3 separate regions of the Danio rerio genome follow, and all the other regions are linked to region 2. A link is a contact called in public HiCAR-type data. All regions are on one chromosome and are shown on one strand. The core of a region is the stretch at or near the end of the contact, and the rest is flanking DNA. Distances in the headings are between cores, read along the strand shown. Region 1 has its middle 18 kb from the start of kdm7ab. Region 2 has its middle 14 kb from the start of ccnd2a. Region 3 has its middle 63 kb from the start of kdm7ab.

Region 1 (3,814 bases), core at 660-3,159, 230 kb before region 2:
TTGAGTGATATTGGATATAAAATAAGGCTAAAATGAGTCTCTGAACACGTCAATATTTTTCCTGGTAAATATATTTTTAAATAAGCTGCTGACATGAAGTTGATCTAGATTTTGGTAAAAATGCAAACAATTCAAGTATACAAATAAATCAAAACCAAAAGATTATTCGTTTGTTATAATGAAATTACACAAGGAGAAGGTACTGAACTACTGAATTGTTCATTTATTAATTTTCCTTTGGCTTATTCCTTTTATTTATCAGGGGTCACAACAGCGGAATGAACCGTCAACTTATCCAGCATATGTTTTACACAGCGGATGCCCTTCCAGCTGCAACCCAGTACTGGGAAACATTCATACACACTTATTCACACACATACACTATGGTCAATTTAGTTTATTAAATTCACCTGTACTGCATGTCTTTAGACTGTGGAAACCCACGTGAACACAGGGAGAATATGTAAACTTCATACAGAAATGTCAACTGACCCAGCCGGGACTTGAACCACTGTGTCGCCTTGCTGAAATGTATTTACTATATAATATAAAGGTTTTTTTTGCTAATGACAGCTTCAAAATGCCTCTTGTATTGCAAAACAATTGCTTGCATTATACTCTGGTGTGATTTTCCTGCCCTAAAATAGTCTTAAAAATCTTGATGGTTATTTGGGTAGCTAAATTCTGATCTTTAGTTCTTATTCTCAATTGTGTTCAGGTCGTGTTATTGTCTAGGCCATCATAGCAGCTTTATTTTCTTTTTCTGAAAGCATTTGGGAGTTTCCTTGCTTGTGTTTCTTAGTTAAAGATCTTATTAATTTACATCAGGATAAATTAAAATCTGAAATACTCGAGCTCCATTCTAGCTTATAATAGTTAACCAAATACTATTTAAATACTGTTTATTGTTTGAGTACTGCAGCTTAATCATATTTAATTAGTTGTTAAGTTTGTCTTTATAGTTAATAATATAGATACAGTTTATATAATGTTTTACTTTTTATTAAAATACTTAAGTATATTATAATTCATTTATCTATTTTATTCTAAATATATAAATATTTAAGTAGGAATAATAACGTAATAATCATAAGTTAATGTATAACATTAATGTTATTTATTTATGATAAATACATTAATACATGATTAATACAGTTATACATTAATTTTTATCTCATATTTTTTTATTGGGTTTAGGTCAGGTGATTGGCTAGGCCATTATAGCAGCTTTATTTTCTTTTTCTGAATGCTTGTGAGAGCTGCCTAGATGTTTAAGTTAAAGATCTTAGTAAATCACTTTAAGCTACATTAACATGTGTAATACTCCAGCTCCATTCTAACTTATTTTAGTTAAGTAATTGCTATTTGAATACTGTTTATTGTTTGATTGTTGAGTACTGCAGCTTAATCGCATTTAATTGGTCCCCACGTTTGTCTATATATTTAATAATGTAGATGCAGTTTATATATTACTTTTTTATTATTTAAATATTTCAGTATATCATCATTCATCAATTATATAATTATAAATATATTAATATTTAAGTTAAAAACGTGATAATTATTAATGTTACACATTAATTTATGATTTTTGCATACAATTTTTATTTTAAAAAGTAAATAGAATAAAAATGTATGTAAATTTCTAAACAAATAATTTTATGATTTTAATTATTTTGATATTTAAACAAAACTACAGACTTAGTTTTAATAACTTATAGTTTATTATGTATAATATGCATAATATAAAGATAAACTAACAAACAAATCACCAAATATAAGTTTTTATTGCTTATATAACATGCTTTATTGCAAGTAATCAAATAACTTAACAAAATACCCTTGAACTTCAGTATCTAAAGTGTTCCAATAGGTGGCAGCAAATACCTACTACACTAATAGTCTGTTTCTTTGAAAGAGGGATTTTCCCCCAGTATGCTGAACTTTAGTACTTGATATCCTCTGCTTCCTTTGCCAGAATGTATAAGGCACTGTCATATTTTTTCTTCTCTGCCACGTTAACACGAAACAGCCAGGATATTACCTGCTGAGCCGTTTGTGGTCCAGACCAGAACTGAAAAATAATGAATAAAGAGTAATTATTGAAACGCAGGACCTCAAAGTTTACTGTACTCACGCATATTTGGGAAAGAAACGAGATCCTGGCGTCTCCCTCACGCTCAGTCTGGACGATTGAGAGACAGTAGATGTAATATATGTGAGATATGAAAGGCTTGTGACTGGAAATGAAAAGATGTAGATGTGAATGAGAGGCTATGTGAAAACGGCCAGTCAGCAGAAAACGCTGCTGTAGACCTTTTCAACTTCCTGCACTTATTTAGCAGCCGGTAAAATCAACATCTTAATCAGGTCTGCCGACTGAAGCCTCGCTTTGATTTGAACAAATAAACGAAGTGGAGTCGCTGCGTTCACACACAGGAGTGACTGTCGACAGGACAAGCGTATTGTAATTGATTTCTGTGGGATTTCTCTCTCGCTTTAACTCTCCTCGTGTTTGTGCTTAAATGGATAGTTCACCCCAAAAATTAACAATATTAGGACACATTTATATTTTACTAAAAAGTGAAAATTGGTTGTTTTTGCGTTATTTCGAGCAAATTCGTTCTTCCGGTTTAAAAAAGATATTTTGAAGCTACGTCACGGCCATGAGATCCTTCTCTAAATTCCAGCTTGGAGACTGAATGTCTGTACTGGCGAGTACAACATGGCGTCTTTTGAGCTTTCAGTATTAATTCATGAGAAAGACTTGTTTTGAACCAATCAGCACGCTTTATTGTGAATGAGGTGCAACTTAATAAATATGCATGATATAGCTTTGAAGACTGTTCGGCAGAGAGAGACGCCATGTTGTGTTGCAAAACGTAATTAAAACAAGTGGAAGAAGAAGAATTTTTCAGAGACATGGGGCGTCAGTGTTGCATTTATAAATGTGCCGCAACAAAGGTTTTGATTCCATTTCCCCACAATGAGAGCACAGCTAGACTCACGCGTGGATTACAGTGGTCTGCTAACAAGCGACAAAAATATGTTTGTAAGGAAATTTTTTTACCCGAGAGCTTTTTGAATATGGAAATGGTGAATTCTCCTTTACTCCTTTTAAAAAAAGATGCAGCTCCAGTTTGTGTTGATTGCCCTGTCTCTACAAATTTGGTAAGTGTGCGATTAATGTGCTTTGTTTATGTTTATTCAGATGGCAAAGGTAGTTAGTGTCGTCAGCTGTACTCTTACAGTTTTTAAAGATATACCTAAGTCAAAATGATTTAGCTACTGAGTTTACAGTACGTTGATATCACTAGAATATTGTGGACTGAAAGATCCACTGTAAATGCTGCTTTGTGAATGTAAACACCTTCATCAAACTATTACCGTCGTGTAGGACTTTCGTCGCATAGACATTTTCGCTGCATTTTGTGACAAGATTTTGTGACAACACACACATGGCTGTTTCTACCATGAAATGCAGAAGTTTTTTTTTTCAGCTGTAGTTCATTTAATGAAACTCCCCTTTTCAAGCACACCCTTGCCAACACTCCCGTTTTTCCCGGGAGTCTCCCGTATTTCAGACCCATCTCCTGGTTTGGTCTGTCTCCCAGAAAACTCCCGGAACTTCACCCCTTGAAGGTCACTGGTTTGAGCCCCAGCTGGGTCAGCTGGCATTTCTGTGTGGAGTTTGCTTGTTCTCCCCATGTTTGCGTGGGTTTCCTCAGAGGCACCTGTCCCAACCCTCACCGTCACTCTGTTTGATCTGATGATGGGCCAAATCAAAGGTTACCATGGGCCAATTTTGGCCCAC
Region 2 (4,094 bases), core at 318-2,817:
AAACCCTAGAGATGTTTGTGCATGAAAATGCCAGTAGATCAGCAGTTTCTGAAATACTCAGACCAGCCCGTCTGGAACCAACAACCATGCCACGTTCAAAATCAATTAAATTATCTTTCTCCCCTATTCTGATGCTCGGTTTGAACTACAGCAAAAATACCTTGACCATGGCTCTTTCAAAATTCCAAAAACGCAGAGAACAGACTTGCGTTCTTGTGGAGACCAGTCTTGCCAATGCGTCCTCTGAGAAATGAGATTCTGCGTTCTCTGCGTCACATGATCTTCACGCGTTTTAAATGATAAATTATTTAAACATTACAGCATTCATACAACAATGTATTGTTTTCCCTTTTTCAAAATATATACTCTGCATAAACATTTTAAATATACATTGCACAATATAAATAAAACAGATTTTAAAACAAATTTCAGCAAATAAACACCCTTAATGTGTTCATTCCTTTATTAAGATGTTCATGGGACTTCCAGAGCGAGTTCGGTGCTCAAGTCTGCATCGGTGCATCCTCGATATCAAGAACACATCCGGGAAGTTTCACGTGTCCTCTGTTCTTGCGGTCTTGAGTATTGGAACTGAACTTTGGCAGCTGATGATGACGTTACACGAGAACACGAGGACGCAAGACCGCTGAAGAACGCATATTGAAAAAACAGCCCATGTCTACATCCCTAAATGCATTGAGTTGCTTCCATTTGATTGGCTGCTTAGAAATGTGAGTTAACGAGCATTTAGATAGGTGTACCTAATAAATTAAAATCAATTTAATTTCTACATCTTAACAATCCAGATTTATCTTACTTTTAGGGAGTGGAGGCAAAGTACCTGTCATAAAGTCTTCTGTTTACCTCAGAAGTGTGACGAGAACTTAAGTTCACTGTGGGTTAACAAGGTGTGAACAACCAGTATCATTAAGCCCAAGTTTACAGAGCGCAGTATTGAAATGCAGACTCGCCCAGCTGAAAGAATGCAATATCTGACAGCATTGCGAACTGTTGTGTCTGACATTAAAAAGCTGCAATTGCACAAATCCATGAAACTTCCCCTCCAGAAATAAGTTCACACAATGGCATCACAGCCAAAACAACCTCCACCCTTGTTAAATAAACCCAAACAGAATCATGGGACAGTCCTGTGTGGAGCTTTGGCTGGATCAGCACATTGATTAATTCTCTTCATAGCTCCACTATTGGGGGATCTTGTCTAGAAGAAGTTTTATAATACCTAAATACCTTTTTAAAGCCAGCTGTGCATTTATTTCAATATTTCCTTCTTTTATTCCACTCTATCATGCTCTGTCCTGCCCTTTATCTCACTCAGCTGTTCCGCTGTGGTGTGTTATGGGTTCATCGAGCTGGTATGCGGCAGGAATCTTTGGATCAAGGTAATTTCACTCTGTTTGAGATTTTCCCAGGACGTTAAGCTTCCCTTTACCTTTGTGTGCCTCCGTGAGCAAGATAGCAAGCGACACATGTTGCAAACACACACACTCGGTGGCTCCCGGGGTTCGACGCCAGCAGCAGGGCAGGAGGAACTTAAAAGATACGGATCGTAAATTACACCCGACACTAGAATTTCCCAAAAGGATCAGATTATTGCTGGCTGATTCAAGTGCAGGGCTATGCTGTGAATTCATGTGTGGTAGGGTAATCATGATGGAGGGCTATTTCATTTGTAATGCCCCTTGCTTGCAGGGAGGGCTGAATGGGGGGCTACCATTGAACCTTTAATATCTTGTAGTGGTATTGGGGTGTTTTCATGCTTGCAGTAAAGTTCAAAAGCGGTTGCAGTTTATATAAATAATTGGTAATGGGAATGCGAAAAATCTCATGCAGACCTGGGAACACACTGGGATACCTAAATTGGGACTACATTTAGGAGTTCTTTGGGTTGATTCACTTTATTCAGCTCAGACTATATTGGAGTTTTAAACCAGTGTGAACCGGAAGTTGCTGTGACTTTTATTTCAGTATGTTGATGTACTTCTAACTGGAAAATGAAATGGAATATTGAGTAGGGCTGAATTTTTGAATGGATAACTTCCAGAGCAAAACCAGGAAATAAAACTCACCGTGACGAACATCCACCACACAATTTCAGATTTCCTAAAACATGACGTTATTAAGCGGTTAATCAAAAAAAAAAATCTAATTTCTTTATTTAGATAATTTCTCTAATTATTTTGTGCAGTATAACGCTTTGGGTCAACAATGGGTAAACAACAAACAAACATGTAGCTACAAACATAAATCTTATGAAACATCAATATCCAGTTTACTAACACCATTGGCAATGAAAATGCCTCACTCAGTCCAATCCTCAAGACGAGCCCACAGTTACCTCTCCCGTCATGTTTTCTGGCTGACTTGAGATCGCTTTACTTCTGTCTCCCTCTATCCTGATCTATTCGTGCAATTTCATCTTCTCGAGAACTCTTTTGATCAGGCTCATTTTCAGATTCACTCATGGTTTTGAAAATACAAAGATTATTGATTTTCACTGCTCACTGTGTGCGAAACAATAATCATCGACCAATGTGAGTGATTATAAACATAAGAAAGCTTATTGGTCGAAAGTGACTACCGTAATGTGTGTTCACATGCACACAATCCACACAGCTTTGCTCGCTGTTTTTCACATTCTCTCTCTCCCACACACACATGCAGGTATTCCCCATGCAAAAGTTAATGCCGGATCAGTTAAAATAAATACCGCAATACAAAACACGAATATCTCAGAACAGGACAATTGAGCACTGAGCAGGGGGTGGGGCTTTTTGTGCTTCATTCCTTCATAGCAAAATAACAGTAGGATGGTAATATTGGTTGATAATATTGTGAATTAAGCTGTCAATCTGACATCAAAAAAGAAGGACCGCCCCTCCAAACGTGGAAGCAAATGGTCAGACTTTGATTGAAGATTACTAAAACAAAGTAAAGAATTTTAAGGATTAACTTGCATAGATTAATTGTTCATCTAAAGTATAGCAATGTGTGCTAGCAAACTAAACATTGTACATTACTCAATTATGATGTCATTAGTTTAATAAAAAACACATGCTACACTTAAATATAGGTTTTTGCTGCTTGTTCAAACTATCAAATTAAAATAAACTGAAACAACACAATTCTCAAAGGTTATTATGGGGACAACTTAATTGTTTTATGTGTAGTAAACCTAAATTTGTGGGAAAAAAAACATCAAATTAACAATTGATTTGCATTGGGACGACAAGAAGGGGTTGTGTGGAACCCATCATTTTTTACAGTGAAAGAGGACAGTTTAATGATTTACCCTAAGCTAAGATTACACTGCTGCGTTTTTGTTTTCTAAAAAATCTGATGTTCACACTACCCTGCTGTTTCTAACCCTCAAGAAGACATTTGGAAATACTACAGATCCTGTGCTTTGTTGGAAAATTCTGGGGATGCATTTCAGTGTAGACAGATCAAAACATAAACCTTTGAAAGAAATGTGAAGCTGTCCACATTCAATCCCTGATTTGGTCTTGTGAATATCTCTCCTTGATTCATCAATCCTGAATCATTCAAGAATATATATGTGCATGCATAAAAAATGTTGACCATCTAAATGTCCTATGAAATTAAAATAAAGTTTTTAGATGTTATTTATAAGTCTTGCTAGTTTTTAAGATATCTGTTAACTAGTGTGCCTGAAATTTGTATTTAGAAGATATAAAACTGAAATCAACATGTTAAGCTTCTAATTTCTCACTTCAGCATAAATAGATCAATGGTTTTACTCACGTCACCTCATAATACAGTTTTTCATCAAATCATAACCGATCAAATGCTCTCTACAATCTGACCTACCCTGCCCTCTTTAAATTAGCTTTTCATTTGTTGTGCATGATCTCAACCACTCTTACTGGCAGAGCTGTGATAAAACAAAATGCTATTGGCTTTTTTTTAAAGGGAATGAGCTACTCTATATGCTACCCTCTCTTTGGGACCTATCATAAACCCGGCGAAAGAGTCGTTTTGATGTTTTGCACCACGCTGTTTAAATAGCAAATGCTTTTGTGCTTATATGTGCTTGCATAGGCGTTGAGGTCTAA
Region 3 (4,197 bases), core at 680-3,179, 190 kb before region 2:
CGCCTTTTGGCTTCGTTCCTTACTGAATAGATTCTGAACAAACATATTTTACTGGTACTCCAATCCTTGCAGACCTTTTCTACCAGATGCTGAACTTGCCATCTTTGGCTTCTCACAAAAAAACATCTTCTTTCCCTCAAACAATGCAAGAGTCTTTAATGCAAGGCATGGTGGTGGCTGAAAGACTAGCGCTTAACAATTGGAAATCACCTTTACACCCCATTTCAGAACTGGATTTCTGACATGATATCTGTTATTCAGATGGAGAGACTCTGATTTTTAAAGACTAGCTCTATAAGAATATTTTTTGGTACTTGTGGTCAATTTCTTAATTTATTGGACAAATCTATATCTCAGAAGCAATCCAGTGACCTTTCTGAGGTTTAAGCTATAACCTCTTTAGTTTTGATTGTATGTTTTGTGACTGATGCATTTTTTGTCTATTTTCCTTTTCGTTGTCCTTGATATGTTTACAGTACAAGGCAATGTTTGTTCTTGTTCTGTCTGCATATACAATTGAATTTAGTTTATTTTTTTCTCCAATTTCTGTTTAATAGAGAGAAGATTTTTTTTTAACACACTCCCAAACATAATAGTTTTAATAACTCATTTCTGATAACTCATTAATTTTAGCTTTGCCATGATGACAGTAATATTTGATATATTTATATACCCTAAAATAAAGTAATTAAAAAAGGAAGTGACTTTACTTTAAAGATGAGAGTAAACCCATTGTCTTAAATGAAACTAGTTCATTTGCTCTAGCGACCACTGTTAAACTAAAATAAAGGAATAAGGAAAGTGAGTGAGAATTATGCACACAGTTTATTTGCTAAATAATTGTAAGAATTTTGCTCACAAACTAATCACCGAATCACTTTTACCGTGCAAGTCCGTTGTAGTCTTACATGGTCGCACACCCTTTGCCATACCAGCGACCACTCCCACTGCTCTCGACCCCATGCTCATCATCACTCGAATTGGTTTGAGAGGTGCACATCAGGGTCTGCATCATAAAAATGTAACTACATGTCGTGAGGGTGGGCCAATTCCCACTTCTTTATCCCCTGAATGAGTAGCATCACACACATTTCAGCATAAACCCAATACCCAAAGAAACACAGAAGAGTTTAACATGGGAGCCTCACACTACTAGCATTTTGGCAGTGTTATTGCTGAAGCAGCACAGACTGCAGAACTATTAATGTTCCCAATGTCGTCAGCTTTATGCATTGTATGTGGCATGGTGTACGCCGATTGCTTAATGCAGAAATATAAATTGGGCTTAAGAATGTAACCCTATGAGCATATAGGACGTATAGGTGGATTAACAAACACTGGGAAAGTATTTGGCAAAGACTTAGCATTTTTCATTAGTCCATAACATTTGCAATTACTACAGAAAGTCCTGTTATTAAAGTTGTACATTTCCGTATATCTCCTTGGGGACCGGGTTTTTGATAGATTTTTTCAGGTGATAAAGTTGCCGCAGTCTACAAAAGCCTGCTATCTGCGCTCCATTCACTGCCATCTAATTGGGTGTCACCGAACCGTAGAGCCAAATGCATTGAATTAGCGTCTGAAGTGCATTATTCTGTAATTTCCCCCTTTCTCCCAGGGCTTGGCTCTGGAGCAGATGGAGATATGGCTTCCTGTTATATAATCCCACTATTATAAATTTTGACTTCATTTGGGGTTTCCTGTGTGTGCACACGGGCTCCTGCACATTTCCCCGTTCTGTCCTTGTGCAAGGCCTAGCCTCCATCCAGCGAGCATGGCTACTGCAGTGTGCTGTCAAAGCAGACTACAGTAGATCAGCTTCCCAGATGCTTTCTTTCCTCCCCTGCTTTTTCCCTGTCTCATCTCTTCCTGCAGTCATTTCCCTCTGGCCAGACATAGCTATCTTGTCCTTACTAGCTTTCTCAGAATCGGGGAACAGAAGGCCCCATCAGCAGGCCAGCTGTTGTCTTGACGCATTCTCTCCTCTGAACGGGCCAGTTGAACTTCCTAAACTCCACTTAAGATAAAAAAAGTTCTTTCTTTCTTTCTTTCTTTGTTTTGGAACGAGGTCTGAAACACATGTTTGTCTCCATAAGGGAATTTTATTGTATGCTAGCTGTGGCATGTAAAACATACTTTAAGCTGTTTTGGAGAGCTGCTTCGTTCTCCTTGCTTTGCGTTGTGAACCATAAAGCTGTCAGCTGTTGGAATGGTGGGATATACCGAGGCGGACGTCTCTCAAGCTCCAGATTGTTCTTATTCCAGTGGCTGCTTTTCCAGTAAATGGCATAGTTAGATGTGTGGTGTGCTGAAGGGGTGCTCTGCTGGACGGGTACTGGAGATGTTATTTTTTTTAGTGCATTCATTATGTATTTACAGAACAATGCACAAGAGGGCACTCTGGTGGCTTTTTGGCTCACGTGTTGCAGAACCCCCTTCAGTGACTAAATCTAGCAGTATTTCTGAATGACATGAAAATGACCTCTAATTTTATTAAGAATGTTTTCTATAGTCATCTTGTATGTCATTGTCACTCTTCAATTTAAGGCAGCTGTGTCAAATTTAGTTCCTCGAAGGCCAAAGCCCTGCAGAGCTTAGTACCAACACCTGTAGGTTTCAAACAAGCCTGAAGGACTCATTTAGTTTAATTCAGGGTGTGTTTAATAAGGGTTAAAGTCATGATAAACTTTAAACTTGCTTTTCCTATCTTTATATGTAAATAGTAGTGCTTGTTATACATGATGTACATTATTATTTTGTAAAAATGAATTTGCCCTCATAATCTTTTATCAAGGCGAGGCAGTGGCGCAGTAGGTAGTGCTGTCGCCTCACAGTAAGAAGGTCGCTGGGTTGCTGGTTCGAACCTCTGCTCAGTTGGCGTTTCTGTGTGGAGTTTGCATGTTCTCCCTGCCTTCATGTGGGTTTCCTCCGGGTGCTCCGGTTTCCCCCACAGTCCAAAGACATGCGTTACAGGTGAATTCGGTAGGCTAAATTGTCCGTAGTGTGTGAATGTGTGTGTGTGTGGTTGTTTCCCAGAGATGGGTTGTGGCTGGAAGGGCATCTGCTGCGTAAAAAACTTGCTAAATAAGTTGGTGGTTCATTCCGCTGTGGTGACCCCAGATTAATAAAGGGACTAAGCCGACAAGAAAATGGATGAATGAATCTTTTATCAAACACCATAACTATACGTGCGTTCGACATGAAGTTCAGCTGCAGCTGGTGATCAACGAGATTAGCCAAGCGCAGGCGGGGGCGGAGTTGAAAACGGAGTCGTCAAGACGGACAGCTGGACACTTCGGGACTCAAAGTTGCTGCAGTCATGATGACCGATCACATGGCGTCATCATAATTTTCTTTATTTGTTTAAAACATGTACAAATAAAACAGAATACAGTCTTTACAAACTATAGTTCCTTTTTAAAAAATAAGGGAGAATTATGAATAATTAAATATATAAAATATATAAAATAAAATAAAATGCATATTTATTTTATAATAATAAAACCATTTTATAATTATTTAATAAAATAGTTCTTTAACTTAATTTGTTAAGAGAGCTTTAGGGTGGCAGGATCAATGATGATGATTATTTTATTTCAAGTCTGTAAGACTTATTTAAGTTCATATTTAGGTTATTCACGAAAAATATACACTAAAATATATAATTTAAGTCATTCATGGAGATGAATGCAGTAAATAGTCTGTATAAAAAAAGGAAAAAAAAAAAACCTGTGCAAACAAGCTAACCTTTATAACCAGATTATACTATTATTACTGCAGTAAAATATTTGTAGTCTTTTATTAAGCTAGATGTGTGCAAGATAGAGAGGGTGTGAAAAGTGAATTGTTTGTTTTGAAACTTTTGAATCGTTATTTGTCCAATTATAAACCCGAAATACACTTGTTTGTTATCATGTGGTGAACTCGGCCAATCGTGTAATATCAGTGTCCTCATCAGAGCTCCTGCAGTCGCTCTTCAGAAGCTGCACGGTCTGAGTCTGCCGTCTGATCTCGGAGCGCTGTCGTGGTACTTTGATGCCACATGTGACAGTCACGTGGCGTCGGCGCAGCATCAATCCGGACAAGATTTCTAACCAGCATGCACCGATTTAAGACAGATTTCGATCGATCTGCGATCAAACGCACCTATTATCTACTCCTTGAAGCGTCTTTTCCTCACTTCTGGTCACATGGGAT

Evidence for each region. HiCAR-type assays count read pairs that join an accessible place to other places.
Region 1: a contact with region 2 is called in a HiCAR-type map of caudal fin, with 6 times the contacts expected there. The contact joins two enhancer-like sites. A contact is called at or near these places in 2 of 18 Hi-C or Micro-C datasets (hematopoietic stem cells and an unstated tissue) and 2 of 4 datasets of contacts at active chromatin or transcription factors (caudal fin and embryo).
Region 3: a HiCAR-type map of caudal fin shows a contact between it and region 2, with 5 times the contacts expected there. The contact joins two enhancer-like sites.

What each region holds. Positions count from the first base shown.
Region 1 is chr25:18,167,541-18,171,354 of GRCz12tu, reverse strand. It overlaps a transcript of ccnd2a not described here. Among named protein-coding and RNA genes, the nearest start is that of kdm7ab, 18 kb to the left of the region's middle. Within about 2 kb of position 1,909, at least 11 of the 62 cell types and tissues checked have an H3K27ac peak or open chromatin away from gene starts, as enhancers often do. A contact at or near this core is called in caudal fin, where this site is marked.
Region 2 is chr25:17,934,749-17,938,842 of GRCz12tu, reverse strand. It overlaps a transcript of ccnd2a not described here. Among named protein-coding and RNA genes, the nearest start is that of ccnd2a, 14 kb to the right of the region's middle. Within about 2 kb of position 1,567, at least 3 of the 62 cell types and tissues checked have an H3K27ac peak or open chromatin away from gene starts, as enhancers often do. A contact at or near this core is called in caudal fin, where this site is marked.
Region 3 is chr25:18,123,158-18,127,354 of GRCz12tu, reverse strand. It overlaps a transcript of ccnd2a not described here. Among named protein-coding and RNA genes, the nearest start is that of kdm7ab, 63 kb to the left of the region's middle. Within about 2 kb of position 1,929, at least 10 of the 62 cell types and tissues checked have an H3K27ac peak or open chromatin away from gene starts, as enhancers often do. A contact at or near this core is called in caudal fin, where this site is marked.